2 separate regions of the Mus musculus genome follow, and region 2 is linked to region 1. The links are chromatin contacts, called in public HiChIP or PLAC-seq maps. All regions are on one chromosome and are shown on one strand. The core of a region is the stretch at or near the end of the contact, and the rest is flanking DNA. Distances in the headings are between cores, read along the strand shown.

Region 1 (6,869 bases), core at 986-3,485:
GTGAAACATATAATCTGCTGTATGGCGTTGTTCCCTTAAGTAGAATCTAGATTCTTAGCTCAATGTGTTATCTCTTTATGGGCTGCCATTTTAATTCTTTAAGCCTTTGTAGATTTTTCTCATCTGGAACTGTCTCTTTTGATTTACTGTGAATTCTAGATTGGATTTCTGTGAGTGTTCTCTATTTTGATTCAAAGAATCCTCCATCTGCTCTGTGGTCTCCAATCTAGTATCTAGTTTTTCAGCCTCTTCTTTGAGAAAGTCTGCCTTAATTTTTTTCCCTCCCTATTGTAAGACCCCTGATGCTGGGCCTCAGCTCAAGTCCCGGGATGAGCTGGCCAACACCCCAACATCTGGAGAGAAAACCACACCTGATGCAAACTGCAAGAGGTTTTATTATCAGCTAGCAGAGGAGGAAGTCCCTTCTTGGTGCAGGGCAGGGGAGTTTGACCAGGAGCGGTGACAGTAGGGGGCTTTTAACAGCTAGTGAGGAATTGGGAGGAGTTGGAAGAAGTTGGGAGGAGAGTTGGCTACAGCTCCTTTCTGGTGAGGGGGAGAGTGAGCTGCAGCCTCCTCTCCTGGTCTATCTCCATGTCCTTGTAGGTCTTCCTACAGTTATGGAATCTCTAGCTGGAAGGCACAGAAACAAAAGCTTTTTGCTGGCTATAGAGAACAAAGAGCTTCTTTCTGGCTGTATTTTTAGAGATCAGGGAAAATAAGCTTGGGAAACATCCAGGGGCATTACCTTCTAGGGGAGAAACGCTCTAAGTTGGGGTCTCACACTATGTTTTATCTCTGATATCTTAGCAGTGTGATTATAAGTTAAGAATTTTTTTCTAAATCTTGTTTCCAAATGTTACTTTCTCCATTTTACTTCATCGCTGATGTTTTAGGTTTTTTCTTAGTCTGATTTATAAATTTTCAAAATTTTTGTCTAAGGCTTTATCTCTGAGAAGGCAATAGTACTGTTAAGGTGAAAATGAGGATTATTAGTATGATAATTGTCATAATCAGTGATATGCTACTTCCAGTTTAGATGTATCTGTTTCTCTTATTTGTGTCTTTGAACCATTTAAAAGAGATCAGATAAGCTAGACAACCTCTGTCATTGTTCATCTTTATAGTTATCAATTTTGGATTATTTTTATATATGTGTGTGAAATTTAAATCCAGTTTTCTTCCCTTTTCAGTCTTAAAACAATTTTTTTACCTTCTCTGAAAAGAAGTTTTGGTTCATTTGGATTCTTTCTGTGTGTCCTTTTTTTGTCTCCCTTTATTGTTTAGCTCAGGACACTGCCACTGTCCTTGGCCCTCTGGTTAACAGGAAAGGGTGAATTGCAGAAAAACCGCAGTTTTGTCTTATGCCACTGCAGTCCTGGGCCCTTGTGTGTGCAGCATATACTCACAAATACCTCCTATGGCTTTCCCCCACTCTGAGAAGGTGACTGTAGTTCAGCACTCTCAGGTTTAACTGAGAGCTGTGTTTTGAACTTGTGTGTTTCTGCTCTGTGTTCATTAGAGGAATGACCCCTCAGACTCTGTCTCCCTGCCCCTCAGCTAGCCTAGCTGTACTGAGTTGAGTTCTCCTTTGACCTGCTAAAGTCCTGCTTCCATCCTACTCTTAGAAGTGCTGCCTTTGTCTCTTGCTGTAGCAGCTGGGGCACAAATCCTGTCCTGGGGCAGGATTTCTGTTAGTCTGAGAGAGAATGCAGGCTCAGGGGCCTCAATCAAGTGCTCTGTAGCCCAGCAGGGCCCTTTGTTTCCTGCTCTTTACCCACTACTCTGTCTAATACCTGAATATGAATGAAAAGGTTTAAATTACATGCCTTCCATGTTGAGTGCCATCAGCCCCGCCCCCTCCCTAATAACAACTCTGAGACTCAAAATATATTTATAAACACTTTTGGCCTTATGCTTTGGTTGATTCCCTGATTAGATCATAACTTAATATCCCATTCATTCTAGTCTAAGTTCTGCCACATGGCTAGCCCCCAGGCTTCTGTCCTCCATGTTCCTGGGTGAATTTCCCACACGTCTCTTTCCCAGAATCCTTTTTTCCTACCAGATGTCCCTCCTTCTATTCTACCCCTTCCTATATATAGCCCATAGGTTTTTTTTGTTTTGTTTTGTTTTTTTTTTTGTTTTTTTTACTGACAGGTGCTGTGTCTACACAGTACATCAGAGATTCTGTGTGCACTACTTTGCATATTTTAGTATGGCATATGGCAAGTCACCCGAGGACTGTTGCTTGTTTGCACCCTACTCACATAGGTCAGACAGTGAACCTTTAAAAGCTCAGCTTTCTATGGAAGCAACAATAGCTTTAGGGGCTACCAATCTGCATAAGATTCTAAGTACTGGCCCACAAAACTTAACAAATCTTGAAATAGACTAAATGTAAAGTTCTGTATCTCTTTTAGTCTGCTTTGGGTGGCTCCTTTCCTTTTTCCTAAGTATTAGCATCTTACTTGGATTTTTATTCGCAAAATAAAGTAGGATTGGTGGAATGGCTTAATGGGTAAGAGCACTTGCTGTGTAAGCAAGAGGAGCTGGTTTCAAATTCCCACAGAAAAGCCCCACAAAGCAAATGTGTTTATAACCGAGTGGAAGGTGGAGAGATCTGGTCCTGAAAGCCCTCTCGTCCAGCCTCACAAAGACAGCCAGCTTTATGTTCATTGAGAGATTTAGTCAGTTAGTGGAGGTAGGTGGAGGAGGGAGACAACGGGATAACCTTTTTTGACCACTGAATGCACAGGCCATGTATGTATACTTATCTGCATATATGTGGTACACGCATACGCATGCATGCACGCATGTGTGTACTCACATAAACAAAATAGCTAAATAGTAGGAAATGTCAATTTTTCAAAAACTATTAGTAAAATACTTATTTAGGAAAACACTTAAAATTTGCAAAAACTGTATCTGCTAAGCTACTAAATTATTGATTTGCAACAAGATTTACAAACCACTTAATATGGGGCTGGAAAGATGGCTCAGCAAAGGACCCAGGTTCAATTCCCATCACTCACATGGCATTTAAAAACCATCCCGATGCCTGGGGATTGACATCCTCATCTGACTCCCTCAGGGGTCATGTGGTACACAGACATACTTACAATCAAAACACCCATACACATAACAGTTAAAACTTAAAATAAAAAAAAAAAAGAATAATGGAATATGTTACCTCCCAGTGGTTAGAATATCTTCAGCTTCATTGTGAATATATTTTTTGATGTGTTCCCCCAAAGACATTTCTTTTTCTTTAAAAGTCATCTGTAAGGTGCTAACCCTTGATGTATTTTCAGTACTCCTTTTTTTCCCTATCCTTTTGAAGTTTAAGTTATTGCAGGCCTACCTTCTTTGCACAGCCTAGAGTGTCACTGCTGTTGTCTTGGTCAGGAATTAGTTTAGAAATGGCTGCTATCCAGCTTCTATTTAAAGGATGTTTGTGAGACAAGCTATTTAAGGGAAGATTGCTAAAGAGTCACTTCATTTACTCTGTGTCTGAGTCCTTTCTGGTTCCCACTACCTTTTTGGGTTATGTGCCATATTCTCTGGATTTTACCAAGCATTGATAACTTGCACATATTATATCATTTAATTGTCCCCTTCCCTGTTGAAAGCTAACAATAAAGGCCTTAGAATTTATGACAGGAAAAAAGTTTTGGCTTCCCTGAAGGATTAGCAGACTCTTTTTCTATTGACAGTCAAAGCAAGATAGGATGTCCTTATACAGCCCAGACTGGCCTCAGAGTGATTCTCCTCAGCCTCTGGGCGGCTGTGTACCACCCATGCAGCTCTGCAGACTTTTGTTTTGTTTGTTTCTCTTTTGTTTTTCAGGATAGGGTCTCTTTCTATAATCTTGGCTGTCCTGGAATCCCCTTTATATACCAGACTTGCTTTTAATACACTAACTTGTGTTTCTCTTGACTGTTGGAAGTATAGTACCAAATGTTGATACTATCTAACAGGTACTCTAAGTCTTTGACAAATGCTCTCTAAAGTGTGTGGAAAGGATATAAGTAGAAAATATGTACAGGCATTACAGCATTTGGTAGGTTCCTACTTTGCTATACTTACTATTGCTGAGCTCCAACCAGTGAGCTCCTTTTCATATACTTTTCTCCTCTACTAGAGAACACTGTGTGACGTGATCCTCACTGTCCAGGAAAGAAAGATCCCCGCTCACCGCGTTGTCCTGGCTGCAGCCAGTCACTTCTTTAACTTAATGTTCACAAGTAAGTGTTTTTAGGTTAAAAACTATTGTTTTTTTCTATGAGAATTGGGTAGAGTCTAAATAAGCATTTTTTTTTCTAGTTTTTAAAGCTTTTTATAACTTAAGGCTACAAGACAGTAAAGAGAATGAGAGTGGTCAGCTGTGATGTCGGTCACACAGTGAATGCTCCTTCATTAGCCCCAAGTGGAGGACGGAGGGAAAGGAGACATACTGTCGTGGAAAAAAGTCTATTTTTAGCTGAAACCTAGAGCCTGATTACACCCTTCAGTATTGCCTTATGAGGATTGGTTTGTTGATCTCAGACAGGAGCCAGCCAGGACGGGGCTTGGAACTTTGAGTTGTCCTCTTCCCTCTGCCTCCTCCCTAGTGCTGGGATTGCAGGTGTGCATCATGACACCTGTCTCTTCTCTGTGATCTTCATCAACTTAAATAGTGAACCTGCCTCAGGTGTTGACTTTGATGCCCTACCTATCTCTGAGAATTTGGAGGATATTAGAGAAGAGTGACGCTGAATTATTTTAGGTCTTGGAAGGGAAAAAAATCTAGTTTTCTGTCTTTCCCATTTATACTTGAGGAAGCTGTTAGCTCAATTCAACAGGTGCTACTAAGATAAAGAGTTTTTGTATTTATTCCCTCTAGAAATAACAGTCCTAGTGGTCACTGTGTTTACTGTAACCTGGCATGGCCGGTTCCTCAGTTAAACCTGTGATAGTGCTGGTATCATTCATGTTTGTTCTTCTTTTAGCTAACATGCTTGAATCTAAGTCCTTTGAAGTAGAACTCAAAGATGCTGAACCTGATATTATTGAACAACTGGTGGAATTTGCTTATACTGCTAGGTGAGTTAAAAAGAATCATTCTTTTGGGGGGAATAAAATTGGGGTCTGACACAGAAAAACATCATTGTGACAAATTGGTTTGCTCCTGACTTCTTAGAACAAAAAACTGTAATGGAGGAATTAGAGGGATCCTAATGTCATAGGAGAGTACACTTCACAGTAATATTATTTAAGCAATTAAAAATTGTGTGAAATTAATATTCCCTTTAACTTACAGAATTTCTGTGAATAGCAACAATGTTCAGTCTTTGTTAGATGCAGCAAATCAGTACCAGATTGAACCTGTGAAGAAAATGTGTGTTGATTTTTTGAAAGAACAAGTTGATGCTTCAAATTGTCTTGGTAAGAAATACCAGATTCCTGGCTTTTTTTTTTTTTTTTTTTTAATCCTCATTGTGTATTTAAATAAAGAAAAAAACATATTGGTAAGACTTTTCATCTAACCTTAAACTAGTATCCAATGAAACTTTTTTAAAAGGCAGCAATAAGCTCAATAAATACAGTGTTACTATTTTCTAAAATTAATATGGCTTTTACAGTTAGTTTTTACTTATCGAAGATAAGGAACAGGAGTGCCATCCATTTGTGGTAGTGTTATATGAAAAACACGAACATTTCTCAGTGAAGATTGTCTATAACTTCTCTAACCTAAGTCCTGGAGTCATCTGTTGCTTGCTTGGAGCACCATGCTGTCTCTCCACTGTCACTGTAAACAGGGACATCATAAACTAAGGTGCTAGTTGAAGCACTGCTGTAGTTCTTCATTTGAAGCTATTGCCTCCAGTAAATAAGTTGTCCTTGAGAGAATCGGAGAAAGTAATCCAGCTGTCTTAATTTTAGTTTGCATTTTACTGTGGGATGATCCTTAGTGCCAATCCCTAGTGTAATTCCATTTTCCTACCCTACTGCAATTCACAGGCTTCAGGGAAAGAACAGGCTAGAGATCCAGGGCAGAACAAAGTAGAATCAAGGGAATAGAGAGGCCTGGAGCTGAGTTAACGCTGAGATTTTTGATTCAAGGGAAAGACAGGAAAGTAAACCCTGGGCAGCGGCCTTCTCAAGATGCTTGGGCCTCTTGGGTCCCACTTCTATACTTTCTTTCCTCAGGGCACTTATACTCCTGCACACATACTGTGAACCCGGGAGGGAAATGTGGAAGGCAGTCAGAAAGGAAACAGGATAGATGTAGAAGAGAATAAACATCAGATGAAAGGAATAAAAATGAGACTGCTCTAGTGTCCAGAAAAGGAGCTGTAGTTGATGGATTACATTGTTGTTACCCTGGAGTCAACATGGAGAAGGAAGTCAATACTGCCTGCTATTGAGCTGTGTGTCAGGTGCTCTCTGGCTGAAACCCCATTTCTGTACTGTAGCTTACAGCTCTATTCTTGTAGCTTTATTCCTAATATTAAATTATCTTTCCTTGTATAAGTAAGGAATCTGACACCATGTGTTTACAGAAGGGATTTACTTTCAACCCCTTGGGCGTGAGGAAGCTAGAGAGATGAGGGCTTGCTGTTGTTGCAGAGGTCTCAGGTTTGGTTTCTAACACTCAGCATGTCTATAACTCTAGTTTCAGGGTATCCTTCACACATACACACAGTTAAACATACATGTGCAGGCAGACACACAGATTAAATAAATAAAAATTTTCAAAAAACATTTTTGGAATAATTCCTTAGCATTGTAAATTTATTGGCATGAATCAACTGCAAACAAAAATGTCTTTTTAAAAGTCCTAGAGATAGGACAAAATATAGTGTGTAGAACCTGAGGTGAGTTTTTGT
Region 2 (7,263 bases), core at 2,563-5,062, 40 kb after region 1:
AGACCTGACGCCCTCTTCTGGAGTGTCTGAAGACAACTACAGTGTACTTACATATAATAAATAAATCTTTTTTAAAAAGTATGTTTATATGCACTGTGTACAGTCATCATTGTATTTTTCAAGTGTTTTCATAACTCCTCCGAAAGAAGCCCTGTACTTACTGTAGTCACTCCTATTCCCATGTGCTAGCTTGCTACACTGCTACAAACTACTGCTTGCTTAATGGATTAAACCAACCAATATATTTTCACTGTTTAGGAGGCCAGATGTCTCAAATCTGGCTTTTGGAGGATTGGGCAAAACCGCCACACACCCCATTCCCACCCCTGCTGCTGGTTGCCAGTAGTCCTTGACATTTACTTCTTAGTTTATACCTAGAGCTGCACTGCAGTCTTACACCTTCATCTTCTCATGGTCATTTCTTTCTCTTGTGTAACTATTTTCACTTAGTTCTTTTGTAAATAGCATTTATTTGAACCATTCTTTTTTTTAACTTACATATGAATGAATATATACCATCTGTATGCCTGGTGCCCACAGAAGTCAGAAAATGGGGTCAGATCTCCCGAATCTGGTTGTGAACCACCACGTGGGTTCTAGAAACTGAACCCAGGTACTTAGAAGAACAGCTAGTGCCCTTAACCTTGGAGCCATCCCCCGCTGGCCTGGAGTTAAGATACCCACCCTCTGCTTTCTAAATGCTGTGACTAAAAGTATGCACCACCACATCAGAAGGATTCTAGTACTTTGTCTTAAACCACTTACATCTGCAAAGATCCTGTTTTCAAGTAGAAATGCATTCTGGAGTTCTGGATAGATAGGAATTTTGTGAGGAACACTATTTAACCCAGTACACTCTTACAAACTCCAGCCTTAGACAACCTCCACCTCTAGACTGTAAAATGATCTTTTATTCACTTGATGTAATTGTCATCTCAGGCTCACTGCCTCTGTCTGCTAACCTAGGTGAGGTCCTGGAAGCTTCCAGCCTCCATACAATCTTATCTAGGCCTAGAATGTTTTCATCTTTTGAGACTTACTGCTGAACAAGCTCACCCTTTCTAGCTCTTTCTATACTCTGGCTGGTTCAACTTAGCTGTTCTGGCTCAAACTGATTCAATCTGGCTTCTCAGTCTCTGACTGTTGTAAATATTTTTATGTAAGATGTTGAAATTTGCACTATTTTAAAATGTGGCTATTTGAGCTGGGCAGTGGTGGCACACGCCTTTAATCCCAGCACTTGGGAGGCAGAGGCAGGCGGATTTCTGAGTTCGAGGCCAGCCTGGTCTACAGAGTGAGTTCCAGGACAGCTTAGGGCTACACAGAGAAACCCTGTCTCGAAAAAACGAAAAAAAAAAATGTGGCTATTTGAAGCTGGAGAGGTGGCACTGTATCTTGCAGAAGGACCTGGGTGTGGTCCTTTGCATCCACTCGGAGGCTCACGATCATCTACAACTCTAGTTTAGGGGGATTCAGTGCCCTCTTTCTAGCTACCTCAAGTACCAGGCACACAATGAAGCACATGCATACATGCAGGAAAACATGAGAAAAATTGTTAACATAGCTAAATTTTCTGATGACAAAATACTCATTTATTACACTGTAATCACACTGATAGAGCAGTTACCCCTGTAGAATAGGCAGCACTGTTAAAATATTTTGACTATATTAGCTGTTCTTTTTAGGCTGCTGATTAACTAGAACACATAACATTTTATAAAGCTTTCTATAAAGTTCCTTTACTCCTAATAACCTGTATCATGTTCCTAATAAGAACACGTCTTCCCCCAAACCAGAACTATCATTCACAATTCTAAAGGATAATGGGTAAAAGTAAACTATTCAAAGTATATTACTTCATATACAAATTGCTTTGTATTCAAATTTCTTTGTATATAAAGTACATTTCATTACTTTTTCAAAAAGTTCCTTTCCTATAATGTACTCTGCTTTCATTTCAGTAGATACTGGGTTTGTCAGTGTTCTGTCCTTTGAAGTGCTTTATTTTGATGATACATGGGTTTTACTTTTGAGAATCACAATTTGAGTATGAATGTTTAGTAGACAAAACTTGTTCCATATTATAACAGTAACTGTGGCTCTGTGGTCTAGTTTTTAAAACTTGTCATTATAGTGTCATGAAAATGTTTGAGTCATGAGGCATTTTAATACACCAATATCAAAATGTGCCATTTAATAAAGTTATTCAACTAAATCTATATTCTTTTTTGACTGTTTGCATTAGGTAAAATCCAATTTACTCCATCCAATATGGCACCAAACCAGTTCTCATTAAACTTCAGTAAACTGGTATTATGAAAGAGCATTTTGTGGGTTGCAGCATTAAATCCTGATTGATCCTTTTGAACCCCTTAATTTTTCCTCCAAAGATTTTTAAGGTTTCACTCTGATATTACCAGTTTTACTCCTTTTAAACATAACTCAATTTGTTGTGGGCGGGTGTGAAGATTCAAAATAGTGGCAGTTCTCACTTTGGTAAGCTGAGGCAGGAGGATGACTGAGACCATGCTAGATTACACCTACATATAGAGCTATCTAGATTGTGTTTCCTATTACTATGACAAACCCTGGTAAAAGCAACCTCAGAAGCATGTGTTGATTCTGGCTCACAGATTAAGGTACAGTCTAGCACAGCTTGGACGGGATTTCAACAGGAGCATGAGACAGCTGGGCACATTGTATTTGCAGTCTAGCAACAGCAATGGATGTTCAACTTGAATTTGCCTTTTTATTCAGTGTGTGCCCACTCCTTTGAGAATGCAGTCCTCATTAAGGGTACATCTTTCCAGTTCAACCTTTGTGAAAGCATCTTCACAGACATGCTCAAAGGTGTGTATCTATGGGGATCTAAGTCTGACCCTCCAAGTCCAGAGATTTGTGTCTATGGTGATTCTAAAAGTAATCAAGTTGACAGTATTTACCATCACAAGTGTTAGGATTACTAGTTAGAGTTTTGCTTTTGATCTCTCCATCCTCTAGCATAACCAAAATATAAAATGAGACTCAAGGTATACTTTGAGTCTGAGGAGTCTCTAAGCTGCCTTCAACTCTTAGTTTATCCCCATTCTCCAATTTTAATTTCCAAGAGCAATTTCATTTCATTGTTATATAATGTACTTGTTTTATACTGATACAGGGTCCTGCATGAGAACTGTAAAGATAATAAATGAAACGTAGTGGGTGTACGGTTTTGATCTTAGCACTAAGGTAGGTGGATTTCTGTGGGTTCGAGGCCAGCTAGTAAGACCGTATCTCAACAAAACAAACAAAACAAACAAAAAACAGTAAATTGGATACTTTCAGAAAACCTTTATCTGAAACTGCTCCTGAGGAAAATCGGGCTGCTTCTGTGTCGGTTTTACTCTTTGTCATTTTTCCTGATGAAATTTCAAAAGGCAACATTTACGTGAAATTTTAAGACATTACCGACTAAGAAACTAATAGATGCTTTTCGCCTGCATTGAGTCCTGTTTCCTGGTTACAGCTGGCTTTCTGTAAATAATCTCTCTTGATAAACAGATTTTTTTTCGTTGTTAAGCCCATTTTTACCTCCCCCCCCCCCAAGTAAATGTAAAGAACGAATGAGTCTCGCAGACTGTATACAGCCAACTAGAGGGTTGCTGGTTGTCTGCTATATCTGGTATTCTCTAGATTCGGGTCCGGGTTCAGGTCCGGGTCCGGGTCCGGGTCAGGGATCCAACGACCGCGTCCCATTTCAGCATACCCGAGCGCTGACAGCTCTGCTCTTCTTAAATCCCATTGGCTAAAGCCCACGCGGCTCACGGCACACTGGTCACAGAGCCTCTGGGCGCGGGGCGATGACGTCACACTAGCCGGGCCTCGGTTGCTGGAGCCTGGGCCCTCGCCGGCGACCGCGAGCAGGGTCGAGCTGGGACGGCGCTACCATGACCATATGCCAGTTTTTCCTTCAAGGCCGGTGCCGCTTCGGAGACCGCTGCTGGAACGAGCATCCCGGCGCCCGGGGTGCGGGCGGGGCTCGGCAGCCGCCACCGCAGCAGCAGCCACCCTCAGGTGACGGTCTGGGAGCCTTGAGCCAGGGCCACTTGCTGCGGACGCACACCTCCACCCCGGGCCCCTGCCCTGGCATGCGACGTCTCACCCCCAGTAGTTTGACAAGTCGTTTCTGATCGTCACACGTGGACAGGCGTTTGGACTTGGGTGCTCCTGTCAAACACTGCGTTTTTAAATTAGAGATATCTTCATCAAAACCTCCTTTTTGGTGAATGGCAGTGGTAGGGAGAATTCACGTGGGTTCATTCAGACCCCTTTCTCTACTCTTTCCCCTTCCTTGTCCGTGATCACAAGCTCTTAAAATCTGGGCTTTAGTTAGTAGCTTCCGACACTGGGTCAAGAACCTTACAAGTTTTGTGGAAAGGGTATTCAGGGGTTAGACATTAAACCAGCACAAAACAAGGTTTTAGAAGTCAGATAAATACGTTTTGTTCTCTTAATTTTGGAACCTAGTTTTTTGTTTGTTTTGGTTTTTAGGTTTTCAGAGATCGGCTTTCTCTGTGTAACAGCCCTAGCTGTCCTGAAAAACTCTTTGTAGACCAGGCTGGCCTTGAACTCACAGAGATCCACCTGCCTCTGCCTCCTGAGTGCTGAAATTAAAGTCATGTGCTACCACTGCCCAGTGGAACCTAGTTCGTGACGTTGTCAGTGGGTGCTTCTCTTTCCCCTTCTCTTTAAGGCTCCTCCAGCCCCTGTGTTCATGCTGGTTTCATATTTCCAGTCTTTTCGTGGAGGAGACAGATTGTATCATCTACAATGCTTCTAGTGAAAGACTCCAAATTAGGAGTCAGGTTCCGATAGATACTGGTATACTCCCAGGGACTGCTGAGAGGAATGTTTGCCATTTGGTCTCTGGAAACCTACTTTAAATGTAGTAATTTGCAAGTAAATGTTCAGTAGATAGATAATTAGGGGAAAAATACAAATAAAACTTTAGAATGAAAAGAAAGAAAAAGAATGCTTTGTAATTTTAAGGCCCACATTTGGGCCTTAAATACCTCTCTCTTTCCCTCTGCTCTGCTCCATCTTACGTAGCTTCCTGTTCCTCCTCCTGTGAGAGCTGGGCATATCCTATTCTGTCAAATTTTTCTCTGATTTGTCACTTTGTCTGGCACTCAATTAGATACCACTTTCAAACATAGCTGCTTCCTTCTACAGACTAACTTTACTTTCGATGTCTGAGATTAAAGCTGTGTACTAAAGGCATGTCTATTTCAGCCAGAGGAGTACTCTATCAGTCTGTTTTTAGTATATATTAAGTGATATATTTTCTAAATCCTAAGATAAATTACCTTTATCCTAGCATAAACTAGGAAGTGATAAGATTAAAAACAGTATCAAAACCTGAAACAAGTCCTATTGGCTTATTATTATTATTTTATGAGTTGTTAGAAATCTACGCTATACTTTACCTATTAGTAAGCTCTGCGATCTCTATATGAAGGATAGGTTGTGGGCATTGTGTCCACAAAGTAAAGACAGAGGCAAACACTTTTTAAATACCTATTTAAGGACAGAAAGTAAAATTTAACCCTTTTTATTATCCAGTTTATTCATTGTTCTCTTTCATTCATTGTCTCTATGGCCCAGTGCAGAAGCATACACACACATCCAATGATAGGTCAAATGAGGGCCTTGACCGAGCTGGGCTCACCGCAAAGCTTTTAGAGATGTTTAGAGTATTTTTTATTTATTCCCTCATGGTCAATTTAATAGGCTTAACACTGAACTCACCGATATGTCTTTATATTTCTATGATCACATTGATCTCACTTTGTTGTTGCTTTTTGTCAGCTTGGGTTTTGGGGTTTTTATTTGCTTTTTGAGATGAGGCCTCACTATATAGTTCTGACTGACCTGGAACTTAGAGACCTGCCTGTCTCTCCCTCCACAGTGCTGTGATTAAATTCTTACACCAACACACCTGGCCTTGATCTCATTTTTTAATATAAAGAGAACATTATGTGACTTGTTATAACATATAACAAACTATAACTCATAAAGGGATTGTCATTTAAAACTAGTAGAAAATAGCACTGTGTATAATGTCAAGACATAATAACATAAAATGTAATAGAGATCTTCAAGATTGGAAAAATTTACCAATTTTCTGATTGTTTGTTTTCTTGATTATTTTAGGGAATAACCGTCGAGGGTGGAATGCCAGCAGCCAGAGGTACTCCAACGTCATCCAGCCTTCCAGCTTCCCCAAGTCCACACCATGGGGTGGCAGCAGAGATCAGGACAAACCACCATTCGGCTCTTTTGATTCTGGGGCTTCTACCAGCAGAGGCTTTGGGTCATCTCAAAACCCTTTTGCTTCACCTCTCTCTGATGAGCAGAAAGATGAAAAGAAACTTCTGTGAGTTAAAAGTGTTGTAGAAAATCAATTGCTTAGCTTTTCCAGAAGCAATTACAGTGTTTTCAGTAAGCAAAACAAGAAAAAGAAGTCACCCGTGGCCCTGTGGCTCAGCCAGTCTGTTCACACTGTGAGCTTCTCAGACCTCATCACTTAGTGTGCGTTCTTAGGTTTGTCTGCTCTGGTCCACTTCCTGCTGTACTAGCATATTTCAAAGGTCAGTCTTGCTTAAACTAAAGTCGGTGTGCTCTGTGCTCTTTACAGAGTATCGGGTAACTCAGAACAATCGCTATCCTCAAGGGTACTGATAATATCACATATTTTTCTTTGTAAAACCTTTATTTCAGTTTCCCTATTTGAAGTTCCATAAAGAGTGAATTTTTAGGTTAGTTTGGGGTGTATTTTTTTTAAGGGGACAAGCAGGCTTTGTTTTATTTGAAAGCAGGGTCTCCCTATGTAGTCCAGGCTGGTTTGTAACTCAGGTCTCACTGCCTCTCTGTCTCCAGAGTGTTGTCACTTCACCAGCCATTTGTTTCTGAAATGCTGAGGACTGTGCCTAAATCTTCAAGCATCAATTGTGTGTGTGTGTGTGTGTGTATGTGTGTGTGTGTGTGTGTGTGTGTGTGTGTGTGTGTGTAACAAGGCAAAGTTCTATTGTGATCCTAAGTGTAATAGCATCCTTTGTGATACCTATCACTTTAGTAGTTAATGGTCACATTCGATATGAAAGAAACATTAATTTAGAGTCAAATGTATAACTTTGTTCAGATTTGCTGTTAAGTGCACAGATCTGAAGGCTGGAGAGGTGGCTTAGCAGTTAAGAACATTGGCTGTCTTTCCAGGGGACCTGA

Evidence for each region. HiChIP or PLAC-seq counts read pairs in DNA pulled down with a chosen protein or histone mark.
Region 2: an RNA polymerase II HiChIP or PLAC-seq map of embryonic stem cells shows a contact between it and region 1, with 27 read pairs. The contact joins the promoter of Nupl2 here to the enhancer-like site in region 1. A contact is called at or near these places in 4 of 39 promoter capture datasets (the HPC-7 cell line, cranial neural crest, embryonic stem cells and 1 more), 7 of 484 Hi-C or Micro-C datasets (cortical neurons, differentiating embryonic stem cells, forebrain and 3 more), 5 of 115 datasets of contacts at active chromatin or transcription factors (the SCID.adh cell line, embryonic stem cells and microglia) and 3 of 9 other capture datasets (adipose tissue, liver and pancreatic islet).

What each region holds. Positions count from the first base shown.
Region 1 is chr5:24,122,681-24,129,549 of GRCm38.p6, forward strand. Klhl7 (kelch-like 7) reads left to right here. Exons shown (of 11, transcript NM_026448.3): 2 at 4,142-4,244; 3 at 4,989-5,082; 4 at 5,300-5,424. Among named protein-coding and RNA genes, the nearest start is that of Klhl7, 26 kb to the left of the region's middle. Within about 2 kb of position 2,236, at least 25 of the 459 cell types and tissues checked have an H3K27ac peak or open chromatin away from gene starts, as enhancers often do. A contact at or near this core is called in embryonic stem cells, where this site is marked.
Region 2 is chr5:24,161,151-24,168,413 of GRCm38.p6, forward strand. Nupl2 (nucleoporin like 2) reads left to right here and starts at 3,813. Exons shown (of 7, transcript NM_153092.4): 1 at 3,813-4,053; 2 at 6,193-6,415. The coding sequence starts at 3,927. Klhl7 (kelch-like 7) reads left to right here. Exons shown (of 11, transcript NM_026448.3): 11 at 1-81.